Linked DNA regions of Pan troglodytes: region 1 is linked to region 2. The links are chromatin contacts, called in public Hi-C maps. All regions are on one chromosome and are shown on one strand. The core of a region is the stretch at or near the end of the contact, and the rest is flanking DNA. Distances in the headings are between cores, read along the strand shown.

Evidence for each region. Hi-C and Micro-C count contacts between places; a contact is called where the count stands out from the background.
Region 1: a Hi-C map of stem cell-derived neural progenitor cells shows a contact between it and region 2, with 2.3 times the contacts expected there. The contact joins the promoter of MAFF here to the promoter of BAIAP2L2 in region 2. A contact is called at or near these places in 2 of 7 Hi-C or Micro-C datasets (blood and stem cell-derived neural progenitor cells) and 1 of 1 datasets of contacts at active chromatin or transcription factors (stem cell-derived excitatory neurons).

What each region holds. Positions count from the first base shown.
Region 1 is chr23:40,208,532-40,212,715 of NHGRI_mPanTro3-v2.0_pri, forward strand. It overlaps MAFF (MAF bZIP transcription factor F), which reads left to right and starts at 2,461. Exons shown (of 3, transcript XM_001147709.6): 1 at 2,461-2,777.
Region 2 is chr23:40,118,466-40,122,584 of NHGRI_mPanTro3-v2.0_pri, forward strand. It overlaps BAIAP2L2 (BAR/IMD domain containing adaptor protein 2 like 2), which reads right to left and starts at 1,289. Exons shown (of 14, transcript XM_024352930.3): 1 at 1,080-1,289. The coding sequence starts at 1,130. It overlaps PLA2G6 (phospholipase A2 group VI), which reads right to left. Exons shown (of 17, transcript XR_010156020.1): 15 at 4,055-4,119; 16 at 3,110-3,183; 17 at 2,100-2,911.

The sequences.
Region 1 (4,184 bases), core at 1,211-3,710, 91 kb after region 2:
AAGGCACAGAGGCAGGAAAGCAAGACAAGGGCGCTGAAATCGAATTCGCTACATCAAGGAAAGTGGGGGGCCGGGAGCGGTGGCTCACGCGTGTAATCCCAGCACTTTGGGAGGCCGAGGCCGGTGGATCACGAGGTCAGGAGATCGACAGCACGGTGAAACCCCGTCTCTACTAAAAATACAAAAAAAAAAAAAAAAAATTAGGAGGGCGCGGTGGCGGGCGCCTGTAGTCCCAGCTACTCGGGAGGCTGAGGCTGGAGAATGGCGTGAATCCGGGAGGTGGAGTTTGCAGTGAGCTGAGATCGCGCCACTGCACTCCAGCCTGGGGCAACACAGCGAGACTCCGGCTCAAAAAAAAAAGGAAAATGGGGATCCTTACTGGTGATCAGGGTGCCACATAGAGGCCTACCCATTTGGAGAGGTCCTATGCCCTCCACAGTGGAGTAAGTGCCATGATGTCGGCTTCACAGGAGGGACTGTGGGAGCGATGGAATTTCAGGCAGTGGGAACATCATGAGCAAAGAAAAGCAGGGGATAAACAGCAACATCCACCCCGCACGTGGCCTCCAAAGCCATCTCTTTTGGGTGGGGCTTCCCACCACGGCGCACACCCCTCATGTTTATGTGGCCCTCCTCCCCTGGTTGCGATGTACCCCCAAACATCTGGGCCAGGAATCATTCAGACCTGGATCCCAATTCCAGTGCTTGTACTTCCTAGCTGAGTGAATTTAGAAAGTCATCTTCACCTCTCTGAGCCTCCAGTCATGTATTCCTTCAACATGTATTTACTGTGGGCCTACTATGTGCCAAGCACTACTCCAGGCACTGGGCGGGCAGTGGTGAACAAGATAAGCCTGGCCAGGCGCAGTGGCTCATGTCTGCAATCCCAACACTTTGGGAGGCTGAGGTGGGTGGCCTGAGGTCAGGGGTTCAAAACCAGCCTGGCCGGGCATGGTGACTCACCTGTAGTCCAGCTACTGGGGGGCTGAATTGCTTGAACCTGGGAGGCGGAGGTTGCAGTGAGCCAAGATTATGCCACTGCACTCCAGCCTGGGCAACAGAGTGAGACTCTGTCTCAAAAAAAAAAAAAAAGAAAAAGAAAAAGAAGCAAGGCCTGCCTTCATAAAACATACATTCTGGTTGGGGAAGACAGACAATAACCAGCACTCACATACATAAATGATGAAACACTCTACAGAAGTATTAAGATAATATAAGAACAAATTTCAAGGCTGGGTGCGGTGGCTTGCGCCTGTAATCCCATTACTTTGGGAGGCCAGCATGGGTGGATTGCCTGAGTCCAGGAGTTTGAGACCAGTTTGGGCAACATGGTAAAACCCTGTCTCTACAAAAAAAAAACAAAAACAAAAAAAACAAAAAAACAAAAAATGAACCTAGCATTGGTGGTGTGTGCTTATGGTCCCAGCTACTTGGGAGGCTAAGGTGGGAGAATGGCTGGAGTCCAGGAGAAGGAGGTTGCAGTGAGCCGAGATTGTGCCACTGCACTCCAGCCTGGGTGACAGAGTGAGACCCTATCTCGAAAAAAAAAAAAAAAAATTCAAGGTGAAGACTGCTTTAACCAGGGTGGTCAGGAAATGTCTCTCTGAGGCAGTGACATCTGGGCTGACGTGAAAGATGAGAAAGAGTCAGGCAAGTGAACAGAAGACCAGACAGCCAGTGCCAAGGGCCTGTCGCAGGAATGAGCTTGGTATGTTTGGGGGACAGAAAGAAGGGCACTGTGGCCGAAGAGCAGTGGATGAGGAGAGAGTGGCCAAAGAAGGTGTGTAAACAACCTGAGCTTTGTTTTGAGAAGAACATTGGCTGGTATAGAAAGAAAGACTTTGGAGGCAAAGTAGGGAGCCTATCTATCCGGAGGCTGCTGCCATTGTCCGGGTAAGCTGATGATGCCGAGACCAGGTGCCATGACTGGAGGTGGTGAGAAATGGTCCTGTGCAGGAGACCTGGAGACACCGCTAGCTTGAGTCCTGAGGTGGGGAGGAAGGGAGAGGGAGGGATGGAGCCAGGCTCCAAGGTTTTGGCTTGAGCAGCTGAGATGGGGTGGCAAGGGAGCAGAGGTAGGGCTGACGATCAGGAGCGGGTTTTTGGGCCGAGTCCTCTGCAGTGCCCATCTGACACCCACTGGATGCGCAGAGTGGGCAGCTGGCTATGAGTCTGGAACTCAGAGAAGCTGTTCGCTCCGGAAATACAAACCTGGGGCTCATAGCCATATAAATGTCATTTAAAGCCACGGGACTGGATGAGATCATTAAGGCAGAAGGTCTAGGTCGAAAGAAGAGGGCCAGGACCACTACCTGTAAAATGAGCCAATGACACCTACACCCACGGGGCTCTCGCGAGGTGTCACGTGAACGCACCCAGCGAGCCCTGGAACCAGGCAGAGAATCGCGGCAGCCCCGGGGGCGGGGCTTCCAGGGGGCGGGGTCATACGGGGGCGGGGCCGAGGGACCAAGCGGCCGCTCCTGGCCGGAGGGCGGCCGGGTCGGTGACGTCACCGCATGACTGGGTTTTTATGAATGAAAGGAATCCTGTGAGTGAGTAATTCCGGGAAGCTCGCCTTACAACTCCGCGCGGCCTCGGCCCCCTGCGCCGCCCGCCCCACAACAAAACTCAGCGCAGCGCTCCCGGGCGCCCGGTTCAGAGCGACCTGCGGCTCAGAGCGGAGGGGAGACTGACCGGAGCGCGGATCGGGACAGCGGCCGGGACAGCGGCGAGACGCGCGTGTGTGAGCGCGCCGGACCAAGCGGGCCCAGAAGCGGGTGAGGAACGCGGGGCCAGGAGGACGGTGCGCGGGACCCCAAGGCGGCAGGGTTTCTGCGTCCCGGGATGCGCCTGGGGTGGGCGCCCGGGCCCGATCCGTCGGGGCTCCCGGAGCTCCATCGCCCGGACGGCTCGGGGCGGGGAGAAGGGAGCGGCCGTCCCGGGGACGCCGAGGACGGGGCCGAGGCCAGCTCGGGGGAGTGGGGGTGGAGACGGGGCCCCTTCCCGGGGCGCGGGCGGGTAGGCAGCGGCGCCGGGAGGAAGGGGCAGCGCAGGCCGGCGATCTCCGCGTCCGCCCGGCGGGGGCGGGGGCGCTGTGCTCCTACGTGACTCGGTGGGAACAGGCCCTGGCCCGGCGCCCGCGGGCGGTGCGTGCGCGGTTTGTTTACGTCCGAGGGCGGGCGTGTGTTCCCTGGCGGGCGGCCTGGGTATCCTGCCCGGTGCGTGCGTGCGCTGTGTACCTCGGGGGCGTGTGTGCGTGTGTTGTGCTTGTGTGTGCGTGTCCGCGCGCGCGCTCCCTGGGGCCTGTACACCAGCAGTGTGTACCTCGGAGAGGGCGTGCCCTGGGCCGGCCACCGGAGTAAACGCGGAACAAGGACCCGAGCGAAGGAAGCGGACCCGTGCGTCTTCGCACGGGGTCTGGGAATTCTGGCCCGGGCCGCCCCAGTCCTACTACCCGGGGCTGCCCGTCCCCGGCTCTCCCCGGAGTTTCCCAGGGCCTCCGCCACGTGACCCCAGTGTTTGTCTCCGGCCCAGAGCCCGCGCCCGCAGCCACAGGGTGGGGCAAGGTATCAAAGACCCCACCCAGCTGAGCTAGGAGTGAGGGATGTGAGCCACCCCCGCTTGGCACCCCGGTGGATCTGGTAACAAAGTGAGTTGGAGCCCAGGTTCTTGTCCCCAGATTTTGGGGCTTCCTGGGGAGGGAAGAACCAAGGGACTCTCGTTCGTCCCCAGGGTTGTCCATCCCCTCAGTCCCATGAGAACAGGAAGGGCCAGAAAACCTTGACTGCAAGGGTGCGGGGCAGGGAGAGGACCACAGGCTTTTAGCTAGTCCGGGTTCTGGAGGCTGTACCTGCTAGGTCGTGGAGGATGGGGCGGAGCCGGTTTCCGCTCTCCTGGTAGTTTCAGTTCACAAGTGGGACTAGTGAGACTAGACTGACCTACAGCTGGACGCCGGAAGCTAGCTGAGGCTCTGAGCCAGCCGACAGACCCCAAGTCCTCACCCTGGGCCAGGCAGGGTCAGTAGGCATTGGGGATAGAACTCTGACTGCACGAAGGGTTAATGAGTGAGGGGTGGGGCCTGACCTAGCCGCCACCCACCCACTCACCCAATAGCCCTGCAGAAAGCACCTGTTTGTCGTAGCCGCCTGCAGGATGGGCTGGGGGCTAGAGATTCCTTGGTCTTA
Region 2 (4,119 bases), core at 39-2,538:
GAACCATGGATGGAGTCAAGTCACCAGGCGTCAGGGACAGGGCACCCCCAGCCCAGTGAGAAGCCCCAGACTTTGGGGCGCCCATCTACAAACCTAGGCTCACCCAGAATCCTGGCTCTTGGCTGCAGGGACCTCAGAGCCCATCTTTTGGGGTCCTGTTCTAAGCTGTGGTCCCCTCACAGCCAGCTCCCGCTCACATCTGCTCTGGCGGGACCGAGGTGCCTCCCGAGATGGTGCACCTGGAAGGTTCTCCTCCTCCCGCTGGGCAGAAGCTGGCCCACCTGCTGTGGTCCCCACTGGGCACGGCTCAGCCCTGCCCTATGTCCAGGCCTTGCTGGGCTATACACCTGGGGCTGCCAACAGTCACCCCCGGGGCAAGGGCAGCTCTTGCCCTCCTCCAAGAACAGCCCCCCATGGGCAAGGCTGTGGCTGGATTAGTGTGGGCCTCCCCAGGCTGGGGCCAGGCAGAGAGCTCCCTGGATGGTGAAGACGGGCCTGGACTTAGGCTTGGACTTGGACTTGGGTCTCAGTTCAAATCCCAGCAGCACCTCTTCCTCCCTCCATGACCTTGAATGAGCTGTTTAACCTCTTTGGTCTCAGTTTTCTCATCTATCAAACAGGGTGGTCATTTTTGACCTCACAGGTGGGTGGTGTGAGGCTTACAGGTGAAAGGGTCCTGCACACAGGAGGTGCTCAATAAATGTCTGTGGCGGCTGCAACAACCCCCTGGGGGTGAAGTAGGAAGTCTGAGGGGCTCAGAAATGAGAGAGAGGGAGAGAGAGGGTCTTTATTCCCAGGCCGGGCAGCCAGGCCCTTCTCATCCAGACTCAACTCTCCCCACCCTGGGCCTTGGGCTCCCTCCTGCCTTGTCCAGCATCTGGGAGTTGGGGGTTCCTGCTGTATGGCTGAGTGCTCTCGGGGATCCTTACCCCCGTACCCACCCCTGGGCCAGCCTGGCTCCAGGCTTCCCTTTCCAGGACATCTGCAGCCCCGGCTGGCCCTCCGTCCTCCAGAGCGGGCCTGATTTCTGTGCTCTGGGAGGAGGGGCTCAGGCCTGGCTTGGCCACCCATGTGCTCACCTTGTAGATGGCCATGGTGGACCTGTAGAACTGGTCCATCTCGGGGGCCATGGAGGGGCTGTCCCGGGTCTGAGCAGGAGGCTGGGAGCTGGTGGCGATGGCACAGCCGGGAGCAGTGGTAGGTAGTCCCTCAGGTGCCCACGACTCGGCTGGCAGCGAGGAAGCCGCGGAGAGGGACCTGGAGATGGAGGCCTGCCTCAGAGGAGTGGCAGCTTAATTATTCACCAACTCGGGATGTCAGAACGTGATCTGGGGCGTAACCAGATCTGGCAGGGAAGGCATCCTGTGACGGGCAGGCTCGTGTGACCTGCCCTTCAATTATTCACCCCTTGGAGCTGTGGGCTGATACAAGTGCCCATGTGGATGAGCCCCCTCCTGGGTCACCCCCTCCTCAAGGACCCCAACCCTGGGGGTCCCCGCCCTCCCACCTGCCTATACCAGGCATTGCCCACCTTACTGGGTGGGCGCTGCCCGATGCCCTCCCCCAGGACTCTCTCTGCCAGACCCAGCAGCAGCAGCCCCTGGAGGGGAACGCCGCTTTACTTCTCACTGTCCTCAGGCCTGCGGCTCACAGTGGGGCCACGCCCTCTGAGCTTGGCTCCCACAGCCGCTCTGGCCCGCCCAGCTCCTCCACTTGCCGGAGCAGGAGCAGCACAAACGCTGGAGTTGCCCAGACCTGGGCAGACCTCGGCCCTGCACACGCGCTGCCTGTCCACGCAGAGTCCCCGGCCTCTCTGGGTGACAAATGGGGCTCTCCCTGGTCCTCCAAGATGAAGTTGAGGATTGTGGCCCTCCTTGGGCCTGCCGGGGGTATGTGGGCCTGGCAGCTGCCTCTGCATACCCTAAGGGCCGGTTTAGGGGAGGCCTAGAGGAAAGAGGAGGTGTCCCTGCCCAGGGATCCTGGAAAACAGAGTGTCCGGGTACAAAGGAAAAGTCCGGTCAAGGCCAAGGGTCAAGGCCGAGAGGAGCCGGGGGTCAGGGGAACAGGTGGATCTCACACCACTGCACACACAACACAGGTGAACTTGAATCCAAATGATTTATTTCAGTTTTGGCTCTTAAGCCACTTCCATTGGGAAGAAGAAACTCCCAGGAGTGACCTTTGAGAGCTGAGGGTTCTCGGGGTGGGGCAGTGTGAGGGGCTGGGCCAGTGTGAGGGGCAAAGTCGAACGGGCATCCCACTCCTGCGGCCTGGGCTTTCCCAGCTGATGGGGTGGGGGACACCCCGTTTCTTTAGTCCCAGCCCCCAGGGAACGGAGCAGAGGGCAGAGGGAGTGGGCTGCACCCACCAGGAAGCCTGGGAGTGCCCTTGCTGGGGGCTGGGGCAGAGGCAGCCCTGCAGGCTCTCAGGGAGGCTGGGGCTGGGGGCAGGGGTATGGTTGTGCCCGGGTACCCTTAATGTTTGAGCTGATGGGGGAGTCAGTTGTCCTTGACAGTCAGGGAAAGGGGCCAAAGGGGGCTCTAAACTTTCCCAGCCTGGAATGACAGAAAGTGCTGGAAGGCGGGGTTAGTGGGAGACAGGCCTTCAGGACCAGCCTCGGGCAGGCAGCTTGGCATTCTCCCAGGCCTGGTCTATGGACTCAGAGGTGCCTGGGCCCAGATCTGCCCGGGAGGGCAGTGGCTGGGCCTGGCCTGGCAGGGGCTGAATGGACGAGGTCAGCTGGGGCCGGTGAGAGGCTGGGGACCCTCAGGGTGAGAGCAGCAGCTGGATGAGCTTCTGGAACTCCTCGCGGTGCTCATAGATGTAGACCTCGGTCTCCCAGAGGGCGTTGACCAGCACTGTGTCACTGACCTCATCCAGCATGATGTCCGTTCCCAGCTGGGGGTTCAATCTGTTCGGGCCAGGGAGGAGGGGGTCACCCTAGGATGCTCAGGCTGGGCAGGGGACGCCAGCTAGGACCAGGGTGGGCTTGGGGAACAGAGCAGACCCTTGGGGAAGGGAAAGTCCACACTAGGGCTGGGAGGGGAAGGTCGGTGAGTCCGACCAGGCCAGGGCACGGGGCCAAGGGCTGGGGCGGCTGAGCCCTCACCTGAAGTACTGGATGCCGACCATCTCGCACCAGGCCCGTGCCCGGTCCACAGCCCGCCCGTCTGGATCCGTGCACTGGTGAGAAGCAGCCTTGGTGAGTGCCGGGCCCACACCCCGCCCGGCCCGCACCCCGCCCGGCCCTGCCCTGCACTCTCGGAGCCCCAGCCTGGGGAGCCCCAGGCTCTTTCGAGTCAGGCTGAGCCACACAGCAGCAGAGTGGCTCGGGCAAAACCCCTTCCTGGGACTGCAGGGACTGTCCCAGCTGTGCAATCAGAGGGGCAGAAGTCTCAGCAGTGCCCTTTCAGGGATGATGAGTGGGGGAAAGGGTAGCGACTGAGTCGACAGGCCTCCATGTCCCCTCTCCCTGAAGTTTCCCTCCCTCCCTCCTCTGTCTCTCTCTCTTTCTTTCTTTCTTTTTGAGACAAGGTCTCCTTCTGTTGCTCAGGCTGGAGTGCAGTGGCATGATCACAGCTCACTGCAGCCTCTGCCTCTTGGGCTTGGGACCACAGGCACACACCACCATGTCCAGCTAGTTTTTAATTTTTTGGTAGAGACAAAGTCTCATTATATTGCTCAGGCTGGTCTCAAACTGCTGTGCTCAAGTGGTCCGCCTGCCTTGGCCTCCCAAAGTGCTGGGATTACAGGGTGAGCGCCCAGCCCGCTCTGGAGCCTTTGTCCGTTCTGGGCTTCTACACTGCGCTATGTTTGCAGAAAGGGATCCGCAGCTAAAAAGGGTTTGAAAACCCCCCTGCTGGTGGTCACTGAGGGTCCCTGCCCCGCACTGAGACCCTGAACTGTGGACTCTCTCTCCCTCCAGCTGGCTAAAGGCGATGGACAGAGCCCTGCTGTCTCCTCCAACACCAAAGGCCCCACAGGATGAGGGGAAGCCATCGACCTGGGCTGCAGACCCTGAGGGAAGTGGCCTGGGGGAGGGGCCCACACTCACACAGTCCACCACCATCTTGCCCAGTTCCTTGGCCCCAAAAACAGTCTTGGCCAGCTCCCAGGGGT